Regions from separate parts of the Mus musculus genome. Here all the other regions are linked to region 3. The links are chromatin contacts, called in public HiChIP or PLAC-seq and promoter capture Hi-C maps. All regions are on one chromosome and are shown on one strand. The core of a region is the stretch at or near the end of the contact, and the rest is flanking DNA. Distances in the headings are between cores, read along the strand shown.

Evidence for each region. Promoter capture Hi-C pulls out the DNA fragments that hold promoters and counts their contacts. HiChIP or PLAC-seq counts read pairs in DNA pulled down with a chosen protein or histone mark.
Region 1: a contact with region 3 is called in an H3K4me3 HiChIP or PLAC-seq map of embryonic limb bud, with 5 times the contacts expected there. The contact joins the promoter of Nfix here to the promoter of Ier2 in region 3. A contact is called at or near these places in 12 of 39 promoter capture datasets (the HPC-7 cell line, the SN4741 cell line, cranial neural crest and 9 more), 3 of 484 Hi-C or Micro-C datasets (embryonic stem cells and reprogramming fibroblasts), 26 of 115 datasets of contacts at active chromatin or transcription factors (acute myeloid leukemia, bone marrow-derived macrophages, craniofacial prominence and 18 more) and 3 of 9 other capture datasets (adipose tissue, liver and pancreatic islet).
Region 2: a contact with region 3 is called in a promoter capture Hi-C map of neural stem cells. The contact joins the promoter of Syce2 here to the promoter of Ier2 in region 3. A contact is called at or near these places in 3 of 39 promoter capture datasets (cranial neural crest, embryonic stem cells and neural stem cells), 3 of 484 Hi-C or Micro-C datasets (B cells, CD4 T cells and embryonic stem cells), 16 of 115 datasets of contacts at active chromatin or transcription factors (the 230-238 cell line, the SCID.adh cell line, bone marrow-derived macrophages and 11 more) and 4 of 9 other capture datasets (adipose tissue, liver, macrophages and 1 more).

Annotation. Positions count from the first base shown.
Region 1 is chr8:84,798,263-84,802,168 of GRCm38.p6, reverse strand. Nfix (nuclear factor I/X) reads left to right here and starts at 1,801. Exons shown (of 11, transcript NM_001371053.1): 1 at 1,801-2,171. The coding sequence starts at 2,145.
Region 2 is chr8:84,870,784-84,874,798 of GRCm38.p6, reverse strand. Syce2 (synaptonemal complex central element protein 2) reads right to left here and starts at 2,688. Exons shown (of 5, transcript NM_027954.3): 1 at 2,546-2,688; 2 at 1,967-2,079. The coding sequence starts at 2,560.
Region 3 is chr8:84,661,473-84,665,373 of GRCm38.p6, reverse strand. Ier2 (immediate early response 2) reads left to right here and starts at 2,522. Exons shown (of 1, transcript NM_010499.4): 1 at 2,522-3,901. The coding sequence starts at 2,623. The coding sequence ends at 3,288.

The sequences.
Region 1 (3,906 bases), core at 552-3,051, 140 kb before region 3:
GTCATTCACACTCACATTTCCATCAGTGACCAGTATTCCCTGTCCTGATAGCTATGTTCCCCGTGCTTTGCAGAGGGAGGTGGAAGCACCTTTGCTGACTCATAGATACCTCCATGAGTACAGCCACACCCACGCCACTACTCAGAATATACTGAACACACACACACACACACACACACACACACACACACACACACACACACACACACAAAACTGGCCTTGCTCATACCCACACCAGACACCCCAGGCGCATCGCCTGCCCCCCATCTCAGAGGTTTGGGACGAGGGGCATAGCATTCAGGGACATTTATGCATACACATCCTTGTACCTCCTAGCCCCTACATACTCACTCACGCACACCTGGGCTCCTATACCACCCTGCCAGACAATGCATTGCTGAGAATTGCCACAGCTTCTTGGCTGGGGGGTGGGGGTGGGGACTGACAAGGTGCTGGCTGCACCTAGCAATAGGAGGGAGCTCTACCTTGGTGGGATCTGCCTGGGGACTGGGGCACAGTCTTCCCATCAACCTAGAGTCACCCAACAGTTCTCTATGTCCTACTTCAGAGTTTCCAGTACCCCCTTCCCAGCTTCTTTCTTCCCTCCCTCTCTGTGAAGACTTTTCCTTTCTCTCTCTGTTGCGAGAGAGAGAGAGAGAGAGAGAGAGAGAGAGAGAGAGAGAGAGAGAGAGAGAGAGAGAGAGTGAGAGAGAGAGAGAGAGAGAGAGTGTGTGTGTGTGTGTGTGTGTGTGTGTGTGTTTTGAAACAGGGTCTCAGTACACAGGTCAAGCCAGCCTCAAACTATGTAGCTCAGGCTGGTCTACAGCTCAGTTATAATTTTTCTCTTGGAGCTTCTGAGTGCAGGGATTGCAGACAGATGCCATATGCCAACCCACCCCACCTCATTCCCATCTGCAGTGGAAATGGGGAATCCTGGGCCTGCAATGGGCTGGAGCATCACCACAATACAAATAATGTTCCTAAGTCCCAGGACATGTGCAAAGCTATGGGAGACATATGAAGGGTAAGGGTGGTGTGTGTGTGTGTGTGCGCGCGCATGCATGCGTGTTATACTTGAGAGAGTTTTTACAGAACCTGCCAGCTGTTTTGCTATCAGGATTGTAGATCAGTGTGCCCTAGGTCTGGGGTATATCTGGCCAACTCAATGTATAACGTGTGTGTGTGTGTGTGTGTGTGTGTGTGTGTATGTACAGTGATACTTTGTGTCCTTTGTATGGGGGCTCCCATGTGTCAGTGTCACCATGTCTGGGTTGCCATAGCTGTCTTCCAAGATATTTTGGCGTGGCTGTGTGTTGGTGTGTCATTGTGTATCCAGAGTGTGACAAGGTATATATGGTTGTGTGATCGTGTGTGTCAATATTCTGCAGGAACATGTGTGGCACGTGCATGTATGTTAGTGTGGCTCTCCGCATCTGTCTGCATTGGGACGACATGTGACAGTAGGTGGTGTGTGGCTCTTGCTCGTGTCTGTGCCCGGTGTGCACCGCCGTCTGCTGCGACTCCATGAGGAATAGGCCCTGCGTTCCTTCGTGACATTTGTGCCCGTCCAAGCCCTGCTGCGTGTCAGCGTGTGTCGGCGCCCGAACGCCGGCCAGCACGTGTCGGGGCGGCCGCGTCGGTGTGCGTCCCCGCGTGTATGTGTGTGTGCGTGTGTGCGTGTGTGCATGTGTGTGCGCGCCGGCCGCGCTCACCCGCCCCGCCCGCCCCTCCCCGCGCCCCTCCTCCCGCCCGCGCCGCCCGCCCGCTCCCTCTCCCCGGAGTGCGCCGCTTCCAAACTTTGTCTAAACTTTCACTTTCACAGCGCGGCGGCGGCGGCGGCGGCGGCGGTGGCGGGCGAGGGCGAGCGGCCGAGCGGCGGCGGCATGGAGTAGACGCGCGGCGGCGGCGGCGGCGGCGGCGGACGCGAGAGGCAGCGGCGAGCGCGGCGGCGGCCCGGAGCCCGCGGGGCCGAGCCTGTGAGCGCGGAGCGGCGGCGGGCCGAGCGGGGCCGCGGGCCGGGCGGGCGCCGCGCGGCAGAGGCCGGAGCAGCGGAGCCGGAGCCCGAGCGCCAGCCAGCGCGACGCCGCCTGCCGGGCCTGCCCTCGCCGCGGCCGGCCTCCGCGCTCGCGCCCGGGCGCCCAGCGATGTACTCCCCGTACTGCCTCACCCAGGTACCGGCCGCCGCCCCCGCGCCCCGGGAGGGCCGGGCCGGGGTCCCGCAGGCGCGCGGGCAGCGGGCGGGGCGCGGGGGCGCTGCCCCGGGGCGCGCGGCAGGAGTGCGTGGAGAGGGGGCGAGGGGCGAACGCGCGCGGCGGGGTGCGGCGGACAGCGGACCCCTGCTGCTGCGCGGCGACGCGGCGTGGTGGCAGGCGCGGGCGGGCAGGGTGACACGGCGGCAGGAGGCAGAGTGGCCCCGGGGCGCGGGGGAGCACGGGCGGGCGGCGTTCCGTGCGCGCGGCGCGGCGCGGCCGCCCCGGGGTGGCAGTGGCGGGCGTGTGGGCAGCGGCTCTGCGTGCGGCTGGGGTGCCCCGGGCGGCCCGAGCGGCCCGGGCGTCTCCCCAAAGTCTTTGTTCAGGCCTCGCATGGGAGCGGGGCTGAGAAAATGGCGGGGCTCCCAAATTTCGGAGGGGCAGGGGAGGGGAGGGAGGGACGGGCGTGCTGCCAGCCCGGGCCGCGCCTCTCTGCGGATCCTGGACGTTTGCAGACGCGGCTCCCCGGCCCCAAACTTTCCTCCGTGCAAACTTTCCGGTCTCGAAGACCAGGACCGCCGCTGCGTGAACCTGGAAGTGCCCCGGGGAATCCCGGTCCGCTACCCGCAGGCGGGAAGGGCGGGAGCGGCGGCGGCCACCGCAGGTCGACCCTGTTGGGATCAGCCGTCGGGTCAGCCTCGGGCACAGCAGCGCCGACCTTGGCGTGCTTCGGGAGCGCGAGCGCGAGAACGCGTCCCGCCTCCAGCGAAGTTCCCTGCGCTATGGTGTAGCGGAGGCTCAGGCCTGGAGCGTGCCTGATCTGCCACCCCACTCTTTTTAGCCGTGACTCCAAGCTCTGAGAGGGCACCAGCCAGACCAACCCAGATCTAGAGGGGCCCTCACAGCTCTATCTGCAGGACCAGGCCAGGGCAGATGACAGATTTCGGCAGGCAGAGGGAATTTGTGGAGGTTGTCTAGCCTTGCCTGCTGGCCAGGCCTGTCTGTGGGAGCTCTCTAGGCCAACCCCAAGTCCCTAATGGCAATCCTTTGCTAAACCAGAGCCCTTTCCGACAAGTGCTAAAAGTGCCACCACCTTAGAGTGGGAACATATACTCATGGTGTGTATATATGGCCAGGTATTCAAGGAGCATGCCAGGATGTTTTGAAGGGCAAGAAGGTATATGCAGGCGGGTTGCAGTTCCAGCGACACCACGTTCTTGTAGTCCCAGGGGCTACTTGTCTGTGTGTCTAGAGTCTGTGTGTGACTTCTGTAGGCTGGCAGTGGCCAGACTGCGTGGCACAAACACAGATGACCAGGGGAGATGGTGTGTCTTCCAGTACAAATCACGTGCAAGTGTGTGTCAGCGGAGGAGCCCATGCTCGCCTGTCCTGCAAGCGTTAAGAGCCAATCTGACCACCATAGCAGTGTGGGTCTGTTCCTTCAAGTTGTCAACTACTCTGTGTTGGGTTCCCCACAGGAGGACCTGGTCAGCTATCTAGATCTGAGCTGTGGCTCCCTTCAGGGAGATTGATGATCTGCTGGTGTCTGAGTGCTAGTGGGACAAAGACCCCATGTCCCAGCAGCTACCTTGTCTACCAGGCTGCTAGCCTGCCTCCACTCCAACCTTGCCAGACATCTGGGCTTACCCCCTCCTCACCCATGGGTCAGGTGAAGCACCCACCACTGGAGAGAAAAAAACCAGCTAATGCCCGGGTG
Region 2 (4,015 bases), core at 1,439-3,938, 210 kb before region 3:
TCCCCCAAATCTAAACCATGATACTCAGAAAGTTTCTTTTTTTTTTTTTAATATTTATTCATTATTTGTAAGTAGCTGTTTTCAGACACACCAGGAGAGGGCGTCAGATCTCATTACAGATGTGGTTGCTGGGATTTGAACTCAGGACCTCTGGAAGAGCAGTCAGTGCTCTTAACCAATGAGCCATCTCTCCAGCCCCAGAAAGTTTCTGATAAGCAGCATGGCACATGCCTATCTATAATCTTAGCACTTGGGAGGCTGACGCAGAAGGACCTTAAGTCCTAAGACAGTCTGAACTGATACAAGACTCTGATGAAATAAGTCCTGAGTGACTGTGCCTTGTTGACATGAACACAACCATTTCAAGAACTTCAATGTTTCAGATTCCTGGGAATGGCAAAGCCTTCCCGTGGTATGTGTTCAGATGTTGACAGTGTGTATAAAATGTATGGACCACTTCTTTTTCTCCTGCATATTTACAGCCTGAAACTGCTCCCCTACAGAGACTTCCTACTGAAATTAGCTAAACCTGCTTCCTCATTCAACTGTATACAATAAGCCTGCTATCTCAACTGGCTAAAAAACCAATTATAAATGAACCAAGTTTCAGGACTGCGGCTGGTGTGCCTCCAGCAGGGCATATGGCCCACTCAATCCCGTGTGGTTTTTTGTACAGGTGCCTGTCCTTTCTTTATTCCTTTGTCAGACCAGTCAAGGTCAAATCCAAACACATGCAGGTTTCAGCAACTGGGAATGTACATTCAGTGACAGGGTGCTCATCTACCACGCATACAAGCACACTGGGTTCCATCCTCTATACAGCAAAAAAGCAAGAGAGCAAACAAAGTAGAAAATGCAGAGTGGATCACATATCTAAATAAATGAAAAAAAAATCACAAAATTAGAATATTGGAGAAAATCTAAGTGACTTTGATTTTGGTGTCTTTTGAGTGCCTCACTATATAGACCATGCTGGGATCAAAGGTTTATGCCGCCAAGCCTGGCTGTTGATGTCTTATTTTTTTGGTTTTGGTTTTTCAAGACAGTGTTTCTCAGCGTAGCCCTGGCTGCCTGGCTGCCTTGGAACTTACTTTGTAGACCAGGCTGGCCTTGAGCTTAGAGCCCTGCCTTCCTCTCAGCCTCTGGAGTGCGGAAATAAAAGGCACGTGCCACTATGCCCAGCTTTTTTCACCCCTTTTCTGTTGATGTCTTAAATAAAACACACACACATATAAATCCACAAAAGAATTGAGAAACTAGCCGGGCAGCAGTGGCACATGCCTTTAATCCCAGCACTTGGGAGGTAGAAGCAGGTGGGTTTCTGAGTTCGTGGCCAGCCTGGTCTACATAGTGTGTTCCAGGACAGCCAGAGTTACACAGAGAAACCCTGTCTCCAAAAAAAAAAAAAAAGAAAAAAGAAAAAGAAAGAAAAACAAAAACCAAGAGAAAATGAGTCTAAACATGAGGATTCTATGCATCCTGAAATTAAACCTTGTGGATATCAAAAGGAGACTGCCAGTACCCAGAACCAATGTGGGCACCTGTTGTTAGCATTTCCTGTAGGCTCCGCCCAAGAGTTACCTAGCAACAGCCAGGTAAGACCCTGGCTCACAGGTAAGGACTATTTGGCTCTGGTGTCTGTCTCCCCTCCCCTCCTCTCTCTCCATCTTCCCTCTCTCTCCATCTTTCCATTTCCTCCCTCTTTCGCTCTCGCTCTCTATTTTCCTCCACCTCTCCCTTCTCGCCAGTAAACTTCCTCTATATGAGGTCTGTCTCATGGCTGTCCTCACGAGGACACCTAGGCCGGGCCCGCCACGGTGCTCCACTTGTCCTCTGCGGCTTCATAAAACACCAACCTGGAAGGTGTTAAATCACCCGTGGACCAAGGCCCAGGGCAGACCACGTGGAATGACCTACGTGACCAAGGCGGGGCCCCGGAAGGGCAGCTGGGCCTGTCACTCCTCACCTCGGGGCCACTGAGCCGGGCGTCTCCTCGTGGTTCTCACTCTGCCGATGCTCTCCGCTCTCCACAATCGCCGGCGGCTCCTGGTCCTTTAACTCCACGGGAGGCGCGGCCACCTGCGAGCGCAGCCAGCTCTGAGAGGCGGGGTGGGGAAGCTCAAAAGGGACGCGCTAGCAGGGAGGCCCCGGGGTCAGGACCCTCGGGGCCGCAATGGGGGGCGCGCTAACACCTTCCCGCGGAGAGTAGTTAAAAGGAGGCCGAGTGTGGCACACGCCTCGAACCCCTCCTCAGCCTCGGGAGGCGGAGGCAGGCAACCGCTGAGGGTTCGAGGCCCGGCCTGGTCTACACCGTGTGCTGTCTTCGACCAGCTCCTGAAGCGCACCGCACCCCCTCACAGCCTCGTCCACCAGGCCCCACCGTCTCGTTAGTCAGGAAACCTCGCCTCTCCCGGCAAGAGGCGGCTCCAACCGCGGGGAACAGGGCCCGGGTTCGAATGTGTGGAGGAAGTCTCTGTTCCCCGCGGCCCTAAGCCCCGTCGCCCGCCTCCCGCCGCCCGCACACGGGAAACCGCACCGCACTCACTCCGTGGCGCTCCATTCCGTCTTTTCCCGCCTCAGCGCCCTCTGCGCACGCCACGCCCCCTGCACGCCCCGCCCCGAGCACGTGCTGAATGAAACGCGCCCTGGCCCCGCCCCCGCCCCCCCCCCCCCGGGGGCGGCGAACTCGAAGGCCCTCCGAACTGGCTCTGCCTTTTGGGCTATGCTGGTGCTATGTGGTAACAGACGGATTTGTGTTGTATGGACCGGTGGGCGTCTGAGCTCATAATGCGTAGGTGCGGGACTCGGGGTCACCTGTGGCCCTCAAGAGTTTGAGGAATTCACACTGCGTCAGAGTTCCGCCCCTTCGATCTACAGTTTGTGTGGCGGCAGTGTCTTTTTAAGACAGGGTTTCTCAGTGTTTCCCTGACTGTCCTAGAACTAGCTCTGTACATCAGACTGGCCTCAAACTCACACTCTCCTGCCTCTGCGGCTAGAGTGCTGGGATCAAAAGTATGCGCCACTAGTGCCCAGATCAAATTCTTTTGGAACAGGGTTCCACTATGTCCCAGCCTAGGACTCTGTAAACCAGGCTGACCTAGAACTCTGAGATCAGCTTGCCTCTCTGCCTTGGAATTGAAGGCAGGCACCACCTAGGAACAACCTTCATTTTATTTTATTTACATGTTATATATGATTTAAACTACTTTTGGGCACCTTCCAACTAAGGCCAGAAGAGGGCATCAGATCCCCTAGTTATAAGCCTCCTGGCATGGATTTTGAAAACCTAATTCCTGTTCCCTGATGCTCTTCATCGATGAGCTGAATTTTATTTTTGTTTTACGTTTGACCTATTTTGTGCATGCCTATGTGCCATCCACTCCGGGAGTGTGGAAGTCAGAGGACAGCCTGAACGAGTCCACAATCTCCTTCCACCGTGTGGGTCATGGAGATGCAACTCAGGTCATCAGACTAGGCAAGCACCTGTACCCACTGAGCCATCTAGAGGGATCTCTTGTGTTTAAGTGGTTTTTTAATACACATTTTTACGGGTGTGGGTGTTTTGACTGCATATATTTATTTCTATACTACGTGTGTGCATAGTGCCCATAGTGGCCAGAAAAGAGGTTCAGGTCCCCTGAGGCTGGAATTACAATTGTGAGCCACCATATGGGTGCTTAAAATTAGACTTGGTCCTCTGCAGGACAAACCAGTACTTAACCTCTGAGCCATCTTTTCAACCCTTTCTGTTTTTGCTGCTACATCCCTAGCAGCTTGGGGCCTGAAATGCTATGTGAGGGAATGAAGAAAGGACAGACACACAGTGAAACTGGGATCCGGTGGCTTCTCTAATGCTATGGCTGCAACCTGGACCCTCAGCTATTTATTAAATACAGCACAGCTAGTCTTGGTAGGAAGAATCTGGGGGTGAGCAATCCTAGCCTGCAAACACCAGGAGAGGAAGCCAGATCTGCTAGCCTTTGTACACTGGTTGATTATCTGGAAGCCATCATTC
Region 3 (3,901 bases), core at 1,273-3,772:
TTCACTCCATTACAGGGAGACCCACGCACTGGGTGGCCTACACCTTGGCACTGACTAGCTACGAGACGGCTCCCTTCCACCCCTTCCCCGACACCGTCACTCACCCTCGGACTACAAAGGATCCTAGAGAGACACATCATCATCCCCTCCTCCCCGCAGCTCGAACCCCCAACCAGCAGGAGCAGACTAACTTGTTCCCTAGCAGAAAGCGATACATGGTGCCACCTTCGCGCCAGGGATGCCACCATCGAGAGCCCGACCGCCAAAAAAGAAAGAGCGGCGCTAGAGGGCCAAAGCGTGTGGACTTCCGCCTGCACCTCGGCCATCTTGGTTGTGGGCATACACATACTGGCAGCCTACTACAAAACTGGGTCGGACCTCAACTGTGGAACCTCAGTTTCCTTTTTAGCCAATGTCAATAATCTTGCTTTTGTGTAACTCTTATGGGATGACAGCGGGATACGGAATACATTAATTAGCTAGCTCAGCGGTTGTAGCTGAGCACGGTGGCTCACGCTTTTAATCCTAGCACTAGGGAGGCAGAGGCCAGCCTTGTCTACAAAATGAGTCCTAGGACAGCTAGAGCTACATAGTGAGACCCTGTCTCAAAACAAACAAAATATGATTGCTGTTCTCAGAGAACACAGGTTCGATTCCCAGCGCCCACATAACTGACCCAATGTCCGGAGATCCGATGCCCTCCTCTGGCACAGGCATGCAAGCAGGTAAAATACAAAAAGAAAAAAAGGAGAAAAGAAGGAGAAAGAAAGAAAAAACACTCAGAAGCAGTGCAGGACAGCTGAAACTATAAAGGTGATATCTTGTTTCAAAAAAAAAAAATTAATAAAAGGCCAGCAAGGTGGCTCAGCAGGTAAAGGGACGTGCCGCCAACACTGAGTACACGGGTAGTTTCCCCAGGAAGACGGGAAGAAAGAACAGCCCAAGAACTGAGTACTTTGTCCTCTACATATGTGAGTGCAGGAGGGTTTCGAAGATGTTTTTCCGTAACTCCACAGGGTGCGAATCTCACTCCACCCGGACTCATCCCGCATGACGGTGCCGCAGCGTGTGAGAGCATGAGAGAAGGAAACATCGAGTTCTCTCCGGGACGCCGTGCAGACTGTCCAAAGAACTGTAGCACCAAACAGACTCGAACGACCCGAGACAACACTTAGTTAGGCTCCTGAGGGCTGGATTGGAGGGGCGTGCTCGCCGATGGAAGGGGCCCCGCCCCGGAAGCCCTCTCCTCGGGCTAAGACCGGCTGCCCTTGTTCTTATATGGGCATCCGGAAGTGGTTCGCGGCGCCAACCTACGTCATTACATCCAAATTTAGCCAGGGAAGTCGGCCGGCTGCAGTGGCGGGAAGTCTGCCCGCTGGCAGGGGGTGTTTCTTAAAGGGCCTGCACAGCAAATGAAAGGGGTTATTTGAATTTTTCTCCCTTCTGCAACTAGAAGCAAGTTTTTCTTGGGAAGTGATGCAAAGTGGAACCGACTTCTTTTTTTCTTTTCTTTGTTACTGTGTGTGTGTGTGTGTGTGTGTGTGTGTGTGTGTGTGTGTGTGTGTGTGTGTGTGTGTGTGTGTGTGAGACATCGTATAGAAGTCTGTTCTCTTGTACGGCGTGGGACCGGTGGGACCGGGAATCGAACTGAGTTCGTTAGGCTTGGCAACAAGTGGCTCCACCCACTGTGCCATCTCGACCCAGATATCTGTCTTTCTTGGAGTAATTCCGTTCACGAGGGCATGAAGGCAGAAAACTGCTCTATTGACAAGGGAAGATCGCAGGCCCTATGGACATTGGGACTTCCATGCCACTGGGTTGCGGAAAACTGGGAGATCTTTAACGCTGAAAGTAAAGAGCAGTCGTGAGGTGGTGGATATCTGTGGTTACGGGGTACAGTGTCCGTGCCCACTTTCCACCCATGTCCAGAAAGGTGGAGATAGAAGGGCTGCAGGCTTTAGTTGATCCTTTCGCCATAGTATAATCATATAATCATTCGTTTAGTAAATATTGGTCAGGTGGCTGCCTATTTCTCACCTGGAAAACTGTATCTTCTATGGAGTGGAGGTGAGAGATCAGAGACATTGAATAAAAAGAGAAAGTTCAACACTGTAGTAACTGGCGTGTAGTAACTGCTTAATAAGTAGCAGCGTTTTTACTGTTCAAAAAATATTAATTAGCAGGCTGGTAGGCAAGATGAACGGTGCCCTCGGGGAATGTACCCCGGTCCCGGGTTTTCCCCACTGCAGTCAGATTACCGCCCACTATCCGTCTCGTTGGTGGGCCTCATCCTCTGGCCCGTTGGTGACTCTGAGAACCCAGAACCTAGTGTCTTAAGGTGCAGTGGGGAAGTTCTTCCTTGCAGTAGTTAAGTCCTTTTTCCTTCGAGGCGTAAATTTATCCCTATTGCTTTAAGGACTCGCTAGCCACTGTGGAAAGCCCGGATGAGGCCCTCTGGTTGGGCGTGGTGTTGCAGTGACGTCACTCTCAGTATATTAAAAGGCTCCGGCTTGCTGCCCTCGCCCGAACGTCTAGCAGAGTACCTGCTGCTGTAAGCTTGTCGTCTGGGCTGCACCGCCCGTCTTAACCCATTCTCGACTTAACTACTCTCGTCGAACAAGCATGGAAGTACAGAAAGAAGCGCAGCGCATCATGACTCTGTCGGTATGGAAGATGTACCACTCTCGCATGCAGCGAGGTGGCTTGCGACTCCACCGGAGTCTGCAGCTGTCCCTCGTTATGCGCAGCGCTCGAGAGGTCTACCTCTCAGCCAAGGTAGAAGCCCACCAGCCCGAGTTCCCGCCATCCCGCAGGGCTCTTGACCCTCGCCTGCACCCGCCGCGGGAAGCCGAAGTTGCAGTGGAAGTAGCGTCCCCCGAAGCCGTGCAGCCTCCGGAGCCCATGGATACGCAAGAGGAAGTGCTGCGAGTCCAGGAGACCCCTGCGCTCTGTGACCCGCCCCCCGCTAGAGTCAGCCGCAAGCGCCGGAGCAGCAGCGATTTGAGCGACGGTAGTGATGCCGGACTGGTACCAAGCAAGAAGGCCCGTCTAGAAGAGGTGGAGGGGGAGGCGACGTCGGAGGTTCCCGATCGCCTGCAGCTTCCTCCGGCACAAAGCGAAGGTGCCTTCCCTAACCTCGCCCGCGTCCTCCAAAGGCGCTTCTCCAGTCTCCTGAACTGTGGACCCGCCGTGCCCCCGCCGACGCCCCCCACGTGCGAGGCCAAGCCAGCCTGCCGCCCGGCCGACAATATGCTCAACGTGCTGGTGCGAGCTGTGGTGGCCTTCTGAGAGCTCTGGTGGCTTCTTTCGAGCGGCGCCACCGGAGCGGAGAACGCACACCCGAGGCGAAGGCCGGCGGGGGCCGTGAAGAAGAGCCGCGGCCCGAGCTGCCGAGAGGCCAGGGGAAGGACTGAGGAGCGAGGGGCGCGGGCGCCTTCTCCCAGACGTGCGTCCATAGGTGCTATTAAAGGACTGTCCCTTCCTTGGCTTGGAGAAGGGACACCTAGATCTTGAATCTCAGGGTCGAACTCTCTAGGGGCCAGGCTGCCCTTTCAAGGCCGTTTCACTACCATTCGCGTTTCGGCCCCTACAAGTGGGCACGCTTGTGCAAGCGGTCAGAGTTGCGTCATGGGACAGACGCGGGTGCTTCCTGTTGCCTTGCGTGGGTGTGGGGCCTGGGAGGAGGCCAGGGTGTGGACCCGCCCTAGGGACTGGGAAGTGACTTGAGTCACCTCGCCCCCACAGGCTGCTGTGGGTGAGCCTGAACTGAACCAATCAAATCTGCGATCAGAGTTGAAGTGGCTGGAGACCCCGGGACTGGTCAACCTAGATGATCGCCTGGCGTGGACCACCGCGGGACGGGTGGGCCGCTGGTCGTAGTTGCTGCCGTAGACACAGCTTC